Regions from separate parts of the Drosophila melanogaster genome. Here all the other regions are linked to region 1. A link is a contact called in public Hi-C data. All regions are on one chromosome and are shown on one strand. The core of a region is the stretch at or near the end of the contact, and the rest is flanking DNA. Distances in the headings are between cores, read along the strand shown. Region 1 overlaps REPTOR (Repressed by TOR). Region 2 overlaps cnc (cap-n-collar). Region 3 overlaps pnt (pointed).

What was found. Hi-C and Micro-C count contacts between places; a contact is called where the count stands out from the background.
Region 2: a contact with region 1 is called in a Hi-C map of the Kc167 cell line, with 3 times the contacts expected there. A contact is called at or near these places in 1 of 107 Hi-C or Micro-C datasets (the Kc167 cell line) and 1 of 7 datasets of targeted methods (the Kc167 cell line).
Region 3: a contact with region 1 is called in a Hi-C map of the Kc167 cell line, with 4 times the contacts expected there. A contact is called at or near these places in 2 of 107 Hi-C or Micro-C datasets (both in the Kc167 cell line).

What each region holds. Positions count from the first base shown.
Region 1 is chr3R:24,563,729-24,567,912 of dm6, reverse strand. The region is part of intron 2 of REPTOR (Repressed by TOR); the gene reads left to right. Among named protein-coding and RNA genes, the nearest start is that of lncRNA:CR46094, 7.9 kb to the left of the region's middle.
Region 2 is chr3R:23,209,011-23,213,194 of dm6, reverse strand. cnc (cap-n-collar) reads left to right here. Exons shown (of 10, transcript NM_001260333.2): 3 at 3,312-3,587; 4 at 3,775-3,853. Among named protein-coding and RNA genes, the nearest start is that of fzo, 7.1 kb to the right of the region's middle.
Region 3 is chr3R:23,308,197-23,312,380 of dm6, reverse strand. pnt (pointed) reads left to right here. Exons shown (of 9, transcript NM_079737.3): 6 at 175-399. Among named protein-coding and RNA genes, the nearest start is that of bb8, 20 kb to the right of the region's middle.

The sequences.
Region 1 (4,184 bases), core at 838-3,337:
CACCTCCAACGGCTACGTTTATTTGCACTTTCCTGAGTTCGCTGATCGGTGTCTTGTCCCGCTCTTTCTCTTCCAATCAATACAACAATTTACAATTTGCGTCAGCTGTTTGTATAAGAAGTATTAATGTATAAAACAAAAAGCAAAACAAAAATCGAACGCGACAGAGCGTGTTATATCATCAATTGCCAGACATTCGCTATGCTATGCTAAACATTCCGGCATATGAATACTAAATAAACGATAGAATCGAATGCCCGACACCTAGCATGCACACAATTGGGTACACTGAAAAAATCGGGATATTTCTAGTGCAGACAGTGAAAAATCAATTATCTGTTGGCGTACATACTATTAATTCAGTTGCATCTTTAGGTTGGTCTTACTTATAGCATTTTGATACATTTTTCTGATGACTAATACAATTTTTTTTCGGTGTACCTATTTATTTTTATGTGCTTCCTCCTAAACGGGGGCACTAAAAATAAATCGGAGGAACTTGCACTTGGCTCTGCGGCTACCTCAACATAAATTTGTTTATCATTGTGTGGGTGGCTTTGAGTGGTTGTGTGTAATGGATGCATGCAAAAATTGCGTGTTCCTAAAATTAGAGCAAAGTGTGAGCAACAACACAAAGACAAAGGTAAAAGTGACTTGCACAAATTGCTAAACAAAGAAATGGCTATCGTAGTATGCAAGACATACAGAAAAGGGATTTCATTGTTACAATAAAGTCACTAAAAGTAAGATTTATTCGAGGATACAATCAGTTCACAGAAGCCACAACTAGTCAATATTTGTGCTATATTAACTATAGTGGGTAAAGAAACCCATTTTACAGGGCTATTAAAAACCCCCCATGACTAAGCCACTGGGTAAAGACTTTTGCCAGAAAGAAGGGGAATATCAAAGCAAAAGAGACAGACGGTGAGTGGGGAAAACTGCATGCAGTGGAAACATGTGACGCTCGATGACGAATGTTGACAATAACAAACCAGAGAGCGATGAAAAGGGCAAAAGGAAAAGTTATAGAGCACCTATAGCACCCTAAACACCGCAAACCCCCCGCATCATGGCATTGATCACTGCCACTGACCCATTGATAATGCGGAACGGAAGTGCTCCCGATCAGCGATTCTCTGCCTTGCTCTCTTCAGCCTTTGTTTTCACTTTAACTTTTGGTTAGTTGTTTTTGTTTTGAGCTAGTCTGCGTTGCAATCTGAACTTATCATCACTATCACCGACTATGAAATACAAATTTATAATGCAGGCTCGTCTGTTTCGAATTAATCAGCAAATTTAATCAATTTTAATTTAATACGAAATTCAGAGTGAGACAAGCAAGTTCACAATTCAAAACATTGGTTTTAATATTGTAATATAGTCTATTTTGAAAAATTCAAATGTTTAGAAAATTGCATCAATTAATATGGTAATAAATTTAATCTTTAAATTTGTGATTAGATCGATATCAAAGAAAAAGCAGATCATAAGAATTTTGGATAGCAAAACATTTTATTACTCATTCGTAAGTTGACAAGTTTGAGCAAACGTGGCGTATGAGTAATTTTGGCCAGAAATTAAGTTATTCCTTGATTTCGTAGGAATTTTCATTTCTTCATCAGTCGTTCTTGGACTTCGGTTCCCCAATCTTGCAAATATACCCTCAGAACGCTCCACAACACTTTGAGATACATGTGTAAATAAATATAAATGTATGTATGTACATATAGCGCAATCAACAAGCACATGAAATCCCACACTCACGCAAGCGTACACAAATCTAGTATAAATTCTGGCGAAATGTAAAAGCTTCCATTTTGTTATTGTAAGCTAGAGGCGGCAACAAAAACGACAACACACAAAACTCGTCAGTCAGGCGCAAAGCTACAAAAAGCTTCATATTATATATTATCTACAGAGCACAAGCACTACACAAGCCTATATAAATAACTAGAGTCTACGAAGATGGCGACAAAAGCAAATAGACGGAAAACATATGTTGCTCAGATCCAGAGTAGGGGAGAGAGCGAGAGAGCAGGAGAGCGCCCACGCTCTCGCAAAAGCTTATTATTATTTACAAGCGTCGCGTTTTGTTTACAACTCTGCAGATTGCTTTCCTGTATCTGTATGTGTAAGTGAGGCGAGTGGAAAACAAAGGCAACTCTGCGATAAATTATACATTCAAAACAAAATATAAAAAATAAACAGTTTTGACCTTGGGTTTGCTTAAAATTCGTGCTCACTCTTTGGCTCTCTCTTGCTCTCTCTGTCACTTAATTTGTTGATAGCAAGCCACGCTAACAGTATATTTTCTGGAAAGTTAGCTGCTTTCCTCAATAATTGTTAATATTAGTGCATTATTTCATGTTGTGTTGAAATAAACTGGTTCGTCCGATCCAGACATGTGTTCATAATATCGCTTAATTTTAATTTATTTGCGGTTACTTTTTATTTTCATTTCCCTTTCGTTATTCTGAATTAGTCACATAACGTGCACATTGGTCACGCCTCAAACTGGAGATGTGTACTTTACCCCCAGAACTGGTATTACCTTCCAAATGCTCTTCACGTGCATCCCACTCGGTTTTAATTAGTTTACATTGCCAGTGGAGAAGATACAGTAGATGTTCCCTAAATAAGCCATCGCTAGGTTCTAATATAGTGGTATATTACCCTTACAGGGGTTTGAGGACCCTAAGAACTTGAAACTTAAAGATACAAATAGTCAGGATATTGTACTTACATATGTATGTATATAGTATATACACTCGGTTTTCTGTCCACAATATCATATGCTTTGGATCAGATGTTCGTCCATTTGCCCCTTTTTTCGCTGGCGTTGCTATCTCCACCAAACATTTCACGTTCATTAACTCGACGTATCGGTGTGTGTGGGGAATTTTTTAATGGTATTATTCATTATATATAAATGTGTGTTTATCTTTTATTGTGCGCTTCTCCAATGTTTGCTTGTCTTCTTCACTTTTTCGTACAATTCCACTTGGGGCCTTTTTTTGTTTCTGCTTTTTTTCGGCAGTCAATGTGTAATAAATTCTTTTTTATTCGCCCCTTTGCGTCTATTTCCATGTTTGATACTCGGTTTGGCGTGTATATATATGAATATATACATATATATAATATATAAGCGCCCCATTCGGGTTTTTGGTTCCTATGTTTTGGTGTTTGGTCGGTTCTCTCCGCATTTTTTTTTTTATTGTTTGGCCTTCAACGCGTTCAGCTACCTTTGACGAATATTAAACAATTTCAAGAGGAAATAGCAATAATGTAAAGCAGCCAGAGATACAAGCATATCACTTAGCAAAAGTAGCATTTGGTCTGGGCTTGCCTTGTATATCGAGAGGCTCCCCCGAAACAGTTCCCACCCCCTTTTTGCCAAACCATGCGAACACATCGTGTGACCTTCACGTCTTCGAACGGGGTATTACAAAGTTCAAATCGAAACTGCCGCATTGGTTAATGTAAAACAGGGGAGACCTTATCATCCGGAATGTGCTCACTTATCGGCTGTAATGGATGAAAGATAAGCCAATCAGGGGGATCACAATAGTGTTTGTTCTGGGTCGATATGCTATTGAATAATATGGGGGTAGCACTCTCGTTTATTGACGTGGCTGAGGGATTCTCTTAAACTATAGGAACTACTTTAGAATCTAAAGTAGATTTGATAACATTAAGCGGTCATTTATGATTATTGGAACTAACAAGCATCTTCAAGATGCATTGAAATCGACCTCACCAAGGCCATTTCCTCGAAATTTCCACAATGCACGGCGCATATTGTACCAAATCCCTTATACTAGATGCAGTTTTCCTTCCTGATTTATGAACATTAAATGGAAAACGAGAATTTTGTATTTTCATGTGTAAACAAACTAATTAATATTTATTATCGAGCCACCAAATGGAAAACAATAGCCGGTTCGGTTTCGCCCCTGAGAGGCCTTTCACCTGACCGAGAAGTGGTGTAGACTGAAAGAATCGAATCAAAACCGAAAATGACTTACTAATTTTGCAAAAAGTTCGCCATTTCTTGTTTCCCCTGCGATCCAGTATTGTTTTGATATTTTTTCTTTCATTTTTTTTTTGTTTTGCTGTTCTATTCGTTGTTTTGATGGGCAAAACAAAACTGTTGATGATTTCTCTGACTTTTTGCTTTCGAA
Region 2 (4,184 bases), core at 1,160-3,659, 1.4 Mb after region 1:
CGCCACAAGCGGTTACAAGTGTCAATATTTTGATGCTACATGGGGGGGCACAACAGCAACTTGATTGATTGTCACTGATCGCGCTGGTTGCTGCCTCGAATTAAAGCATTACTCCGTTTTATAGAGAACTAAATAGCTCTGGTATATGTGCTTAGAATTCCCGCCTCTTATCTGTCCACTTATCAATGCTTGAATTCGTCAGTCGCCCGCTTTGGTTGCTCATTTAAATGGCTGTCTCGAGAGCGGCCCACGTGTCGCTGGTGGAACTTAAAGGTTCGCCGAACACTACAAGGTCGTGGAGAGACTTTTCCCGGCACAAGTGATAAGAATTGGCCCATAAATAAGTCGGTTGATATATGTGGATTGGAGGCATTGGAGTAGTTTCAAAATCTATGAAATTGTTTCGCGTTTAGTAGGTGTTGTGGTTTATTGAACCCTGCGATGATGCTACCAAGTCCTCATCTAGTTTGGTTTGAAACGCTCATTTTCCTTATTATCTCATTTCGGGAATTTCCAAGTTATATATCTTTATATTCGCTTGTGCTTCTCGAACTGTTAAAATGTCACGTATTTGCGCGAAATTCTATAAGTACAAGATAAGGTCGTATTTTCGACCCTAACCGATAAGAACTGTAACTGGCTACACTGTAAGAAGTCGGATATATGGAATTTCTTTTTTTGTTTACCTTTTGCCCTGGTAAAGAAAAGGAAACTCAAATCAGCTTTGTTTTAAAGTTGAAAACACTATTCAACTTTGCTTTAAAGTTTAATTAAAAACGAAGTTTCCAATCAACAGCTATAAATAGCTATGTATATATATATATATATATTGTATGTGTGTGTTTTAAACAACCCTCCGAAATGAAGAAAAAAAAAATGTAATAATGAAATGCCAGCAGGGGAGGATTCGGCTTTTTGGATTTTTGTTGGGATCCCGAGACCTTCTTCTTTGCTCCGCTCAATTTAATTGCTCATTTCTACCGAACATGCGCAACGTACAGCAGCACACTTTCAACTACAGTGAAACGTCTAGAGGCTGAACTAGAGAAATTGTTAATATATGTAAAACTTTGAAACTTTAAATCATTTTAAAATTAACCTATTTCAATTGAAAATATACACTTTTAAATCGTGCATGGTTGCCTTTAACTTTATTTTACCTTTCTTTCTATTCGGTAGGCTTTGTATATTTGATATTTTCTGAATCGGATGATTTGATTTGTAGTTGCTTTACTGTATTTACACACACGCACTTGGTCCCTGGGGAATTGGCTCTGCTGCCGCTCCGCCAGCTGCTCAGTCGTCGTCGCTGTCGGCGTTGGCGCGGCAGCAATTGATTGGGCTCAACATAGTGGCCCTTAATTTTTCCGACGGTTCTCAGGGGTTAAGGAGAGCAAGGGAGATGGCAGCAGAGCGGAGACCAATGATGCCGCCGCCATATTCTGCTGACTAATCCAGGAGATAGGCGTGGCCACAATGATTGATTACTTTTTGTTGCCACTGTGGAAAAGTCCAAGAAAGCCTCACGAAGGGCCGACGAGCATGAAATGGGAAAAAGAAAAAAATGTACGCTACGGGAAAATGTCACACGAAAACAAAAACCTCAAAAATAAAAAAGTAGAGGCCAAAAGATTTCAATTAAAACATCAGAAAGTTGTATGCTCGAATTGCAATTGTACTGCTAATGTCGACCATTATCCTGTGATTATCCCTCCAGTCCAATGGATATTATGCCTCACCATAGAACACTTTGACTTTTACCTGTTTTGTTTGAAACGAAAAACGGTTTTGCCCGGGCTTAAGTGTGGGCGACAACGCCCCCGTTCCCTGGCCAAGTCCGCCCGACTTGACTTGGCCAGAACAAAAAAGAAAAGGATTAAAGTGGTTTCGGCCAGCAGCGTTAATAATGCATCATTAACGCTATAATTTGAGCTCGAATTCCACCGCATGAATTGGCAGAATTCGACCAAACATCTTTATTGGCAAACCGACAAGCGATCTGCAAATATTTCGTTTCCGATTCTCTTTTGAAAAGTTTTCGCCAAGTGTATGATCCGCTCTTAGGTGGTAAATTTATAGCCACAGAATATTGTTTACAGTGTGGCGAAGCTGGCGGCGGTTGATAAGAGATCCGGTCTGGCGTTCGTTAGCTACGGCGTAAACAAGTCTCGGGCCACAAAGCACGCCGTAAGAGAGTGCTCCGGCCCCCCTTCCAAGTTCCGCATACGCCCCCCCTGCAATCGGCCTAATATATACTATATAACCCAGCGTTGTGCCCACGGACTTGGCTCTCTGTGGCGTTTCATTGATAAGATTCGCCACTATCGATCAACGCTGTTCACACAGAGCGAGCACTCTTCGAGAGGTTTCCGCGGGTTAAGGGAGCGCTTGATGTTCTATGAGTTATGGCACGGAGGCGATAAGAATTGTGAAATAAGAGAATCTATATGTAGGGGGGCACTTATTACTGGCCAGCCAATAATAGTACGTACGTACACCTCGGCTTATGTTTAGTAGCCAAATTTACAGCACTATCAGTCAGTCAGGTATAATCTTTTAAGTGGCATTATGTCTTACCAATTGGCCAAGGGTGGTATCTTAAGAGAGCTCGGTAAGAATTGGATTATAACTCTTAGAAAACTAGCTACCCTTCTACGACAGTCCTTCAACTTTCAGATCCAAAGTTGCTAACAGCACGATGACTTTACAATAGACTAATTACTACTATATAAGCACTTTAATCAAACGAACTTTAAACATTTATTAATATAATTTAAAAATGAAAGCCTATATTTAAGTCCGTGTGATATATTAAATTCATAGAGTATCCAACATTCTTGGCTATCCATAAAGCTCTTACGTAGTTTTATCTATTCAGAAACGTTTTTATCAGCTGGCGCGAAATGTAAATCGACATTATCATATTAAGAAAAGCGGCACGAAGTGAGGAAGAGCAAAGAAGAGCGGGCGAGGTGCCCATTATGGACTATGACTCGTCCGGCTCTTGGAGCCTTCAGTCTCTCTTTGGAAACTAGCAAATGCGGATGACGTCGTGATCGAGATCGTGAATGATATAAACAAAACAACAGATACAACAAGACTGAAAGTGCAACTGATATAATCCAGTATAGTGCAGATCTATTGATGAATCGAATTGTAATCCTTGCAAAGGAGTTGTGAATATGAAAGTGTTCATCCATAGGAACATAATGGTCAGGCATTTGTGCTAGCAATTGATAAAATTATATATTATATTATCTATGGAGATATCAATGTGCTACCTTATTGACTGGAATGTCTTTCCCTTGCAGGAGAGTGAGATCGCTGAGGTGCTCTACAAGCAGGATGTGGATTTGGGCTTCAGTTTGGACCAGGAGGCGATCATCAATGCCTCCTATGCCAGCGGCAATAGTGCGGCTACCAATGTCAAGTCGAAGCCGGAGGATGAGACCAAGTCCTCGGATCCATCGATTTCGGAATCCAGCGGCTTCAAGGACACCGATGTGAATGCCGAGAACGAGGCCAGTGCCGCCTCTGTCGACGATATTGAGAAGTTGAAAGCTCTGGAGGAGCTTCAACAAGATAAGGTAAAGTAAAGCAAAGTTTCGACCACGATTTACATACGGAATTTCACAATATTTACAAAGAGATAAAGCTAAAGTCGAATCGGTGATGGTTATCTAACAGCCATCAAATGTTGTTGGTCTAGCTCTATACCCTATACCCATATCCAGTTTCATTTCAAACTAATGGTGTTTTTCTTCCTCCCAACAGGACAAGAACAATGAGAATCAACTGGAGGACATTACCAATGAATGGAACGGAATACCCTTTACCATCGATAACGAAACTGGTGAGTAGCCGCTTCAATAAACTAGTACATCTACGATCTTGTGTTCTGGTTACATTTGGTCCGTCCGTATCTTATCTAGGATAATATAATTTCACTTTCAAAAATAACGAGAGATAAGCTCTACAGAAGCAGGAGATCTTTTTGGGGGACAAGAAGTTGTTATAGATATGTATTAAATGGCACGTTTCGTTGCTAGATAAAATTAAATTGGTCGATTAAGTTGGCGTACTTTAAATGTCTGGTGGCCTGTTTATTTAACTTATCCATCTGATTGTAATTGATTGAAAGGAATTGCTAATTAGCCGTAATTTAACATAATTTAATTTTGTTA
Region 3 (4,184 bases), core at 1,066-3,565, 1.3 Mb after region 1:
ACGTACCTGTAAAAAATAAACTCATTGGGACAGTTTCATATTTTTATAATTTATTGAGTTTGGCTAGCTCTTAGTTTGGGAAAAAAAAAACCCTATTAGTATTTTTATGCAACTAATTCAATTTGTTGCTCACCTTTTTCACCGAACCCCTTTTCGGCATTTCGACATTTTCAGATTGCGAGAAACCAAATGAGGATATTGTGCACGGCAATTCCTTTGAGTCGGCCACCACGGCCTCGGTCTGTGGATCGGACCACCAGGTGGCCAATTACCCCAACGAGACGCACGCCAACAGCAACAACAGCAGCATAAACAGCCGCCTGTCCATGGATTATGTGACGTCGGCGGGGAATAGTGATAATAAAAACTTCCACCGCGCCACGCCCCACTCCCACAATGGTAAGTGAACCAATCCTGAAAGATAGTAATTTAGGCGTATTCATAAATGCATACATTAAATTGAATCGAAAGTGAATGTCCTTCAGTGATGAGAAGTTGAAAGGTTTTCGGACGGAAAAAGGTTTGAGTTAAATATATAACTTCCGTTTCCGATTTTTGAGTGGTACATCCTGAAAATGTGTTCTTATCAATCTTATAATCACATCAAATGCGTAAAAATCAAGAACTTCAAGGGAGACTTCAGCAATTCTAAAGACGTTCCTTATCAAGCCATTCACAATGTCGTCAATGCAGTTAATTACCCCATTGAGGAATCAATTCAAGTTATTAAAATTCCGTAATAACAACAAAAACATCTTATCATAAGCTGAGACTTAGTATTTCATTGAAATTTCCTAGAACTGGAAAACCATAAACTTTACAGATGCATGACCTATAAAGATATGATGGGGGGCTTGGTTTTGCAAACTAAAAATAGCCTCAAATTGATAAGAAAATTGCTTAGATTGCACTAGGCAAAACTATTCGTAGCAGATTTCATTCACTTTTTGTCTTGGCTAAAGACTTAATGAATGGGCAAAATCATTCAGCATTCCTCAACGTAATCCTCCGTAAAATTACACACAATCGCTAGTGATATTGAAATTACAACGATCGATGGGAGATGGATATTGGAGCTCATTAAGCTATCACTTTTATTTATTGCACATCCTCCGCACCGATTTGGCCAAATGATGAACAGTTGTTTGGCATGTGTTTAGTGCATCCGGCAAAAGACTCTAAATCACGAGCAGATCCATAACTAAATTCAAATTGAGAGCCAATTTAAACAATTCATTTGCACAGATACAATGTTTTTATTATGTCGTTGGCTTCGTTTGCGATGATATTTGTGTAGTGTGGCGAATGCAGGCCATGTCTTGAGTTTATGTGAGTTATATTTTTGTGATTTTAATTTATTTATGTGAATTTGAAACGGAAATTAAATTTTAAAACAAATAGCGAGCTGTCGGACGGTGTGAGCTTGGCGCCAGCGTAGGCAGCATATCTAAATATCTATTTAAATTGTTTACATATTCGATGGCATGAGGGGGTGTTGGTGGAGTCGCGGGGCGGTGTCGACGCCAGGGCACAGCTTGAGATTGAGATACATTTATTTAATGCGTCGCCGTACAAATTGGAACACAGCAGCAACATCATCACCATCAGCATCGTCATCAGGCTGCATTGTGCCCGTTTTTGTTTCTCCAACCGAGTTGCAGTGTCAAGATGATGTAGTATGCGATACAAATTTCCTCTTATTATTAATCAACTGACCCCCAGCATGGACACATGGTCGTCTGCACTTTGTCGATGGCTCCAAGCCAAGGCAGGCCCACTCCTGTCATTATAATAAATTAATTGAATTTATGGTCTTTGACACATTATGACCATAAATGTTAAAACATTTACAATACAAATTTACATATCCCAGTCGCAGACGTGTGCGCGGCTAATGAAACAATCAATTCATTGGCTAAGTCAAACAAAACCAAAAAAAAAAAAGAAGCGGCGACTGAATATTTTGTGGGACTTTTAAATACTCTTTCTTTTGGTTGCCTCAAAGAGTACCAGAGTACTTAATAATAAATGTATGATCCAGTTGAAAGATTTTATTCTTTATCATTATATTTTGAAGAACTTAAACCGCTCAATTTCTAGTAAAATCCCTAAGATATTCCCTAGTTCTTAACTCAATTTAAAAGTCATCATCAATGTCATAGTCTGATTGGACACATGTAAGTCCATCACGATCGTTTCAGTGGCTAAGTTCTGGACATCAAATTGATTCAATCATTTGCGTGGTTGTTGTGGAATCAGCCCCTGTTGTCAGCATTGTTATTATTTCAATCTTGCGGATAAGCCACCGTCGTCTGGGTACCGGACCCCATCCACCAAACTCGGATAGTCATTGTCCCTGCTTGGCCCGCATCTACGGAAATTATGCGACTCGTATCGGAACGGATCGGATCGTTTGTGTGCATTGGCGTCCAGTGGTTTGTAGGTTGGTTTTCTTAATTCGTTTCGATTGTCTTTTTGTCAGTCATTAATTTGCTGCATTTGCATATTATTGATGTTTTTTTGCCCTCACCGATCATTTGCATACAAGTAGTGTGGCTACTCTCTCTCTCTCTCTCTTGCGACGAGGGCTGTGTGAAAAATTGATTGACCCCAGCTGGCGAGGATTACTTAAAGAGATTCCAAGTCTCTGGGATCCTAAGTGCGTGACTTGTTGACACTTTTAACCTGGCTCCTGGCACTTAACTCCTAGGCTCCCTGTGATAGGTAATTATGCAGATGAGTGCCCTGCGTTTATGGATGGCATCCAGGTGTGCCTACTTGGCTCTAAAAAACAAACAAACAAACAGATATCCAAAGCCTTCACAACTGAACCTTAAAAGTCAGTAATTAAAACTAAAAAACAAATTATGATTAATAACACACATTAAGAATCGAGTTCATGCCTTTGGCAAACGAGTTTCCAAATCTTCAAATAATAAAAACAGTGTCATGAACACGCTTCACTTTTGCTATGGCCAACGAACTGAGTCTTTTCTCATTTTTACTGTGTATTCTTCATTTAATTTGACCCTCCCACTGGTGCAACACCTACAAGCGAAATCAACGAAGCGCAAAAAGGCTGAAAATGTTTCAAAGTTTCATCATCATCATCATCATCATCGCTTGAAGATTCAGGAGTGAGGGGAGTTGAATGATTTACGGTGTTGCACTTTAACACAGCCGGGAATTTATTCATACATAAGTCGGCTTGGCATTCGGTATTTGAACACCATCTAAATATTCATCCATTCATATGGAAAGTGTGTGTTTCGTTTTATTTTAATGAATAATGATGCCCCATACCAATTATTTTCATACGCATTCGATCAATTTGCAGTATCTAACGCTTAGTCAGCGGTTTAAAAATCTTTGCACACATCGCAGATACAATGGTGCACAGATACATATGTGAGCTGACTGGCTGGCTGGCTGATTGTTCGACGGACTATAGACCCCATCATGACCAGGGTCTTTCGATGTTTTGGTTGAGAGCGTATCTAGGCTAGTGTATCTTAGATATTTGCACGCAAAATTGCCGCTGCCTTTTTTGGTTGTTTTTTTTTTTGAGTGTCTCCTTTATTCATTGTTCTGTGCCTTCTCCTCTAAAACAATCTGTTCAAATTTGATTTATTTTTTTTTGGTTTTACACTCGTATGATGTCATTAGATGAACCCTTAATGAAACCCAAGTCGAAGTGGAGAGAAATCAAGTTTATTTACCTCTGGGAGCTATGCGGTGAAAATCCATTTTTAGTCTCTCGTCCATTGTTCCACTAAATTTAGATTTGCGAAAATCACCGAGCTATATGGCTATATGTCTGTTCCTATTCTATGATTTGCCATTCATGAAGTTTTAGTATTCGTATTTGCTTTTATTCCCCGGTTTTTTTTTTTTGTTTTTTGTTTTCTGTGTGTTTTTATTTCTACATAATAAAATGCCTGATGCGTGAAATGTTTGTCCAAGCTTGAAGAGTTGCCATTGTTGCCTCTTGCCGGCTGTTGATTCATCATCGTCATCATCATCATCATCATTATGATCATCGTCGCAATATAGCTCCATATAACCTCAGCCCAGGCAACCGACCGATCAACCGACCATAGAACTGTTTCTGTTTTGAACCTCTTTGGATACCCCGATCTCCGCCAGGCCATCGTTGCCATCGTCGGTTGCTTCACAGAATGACA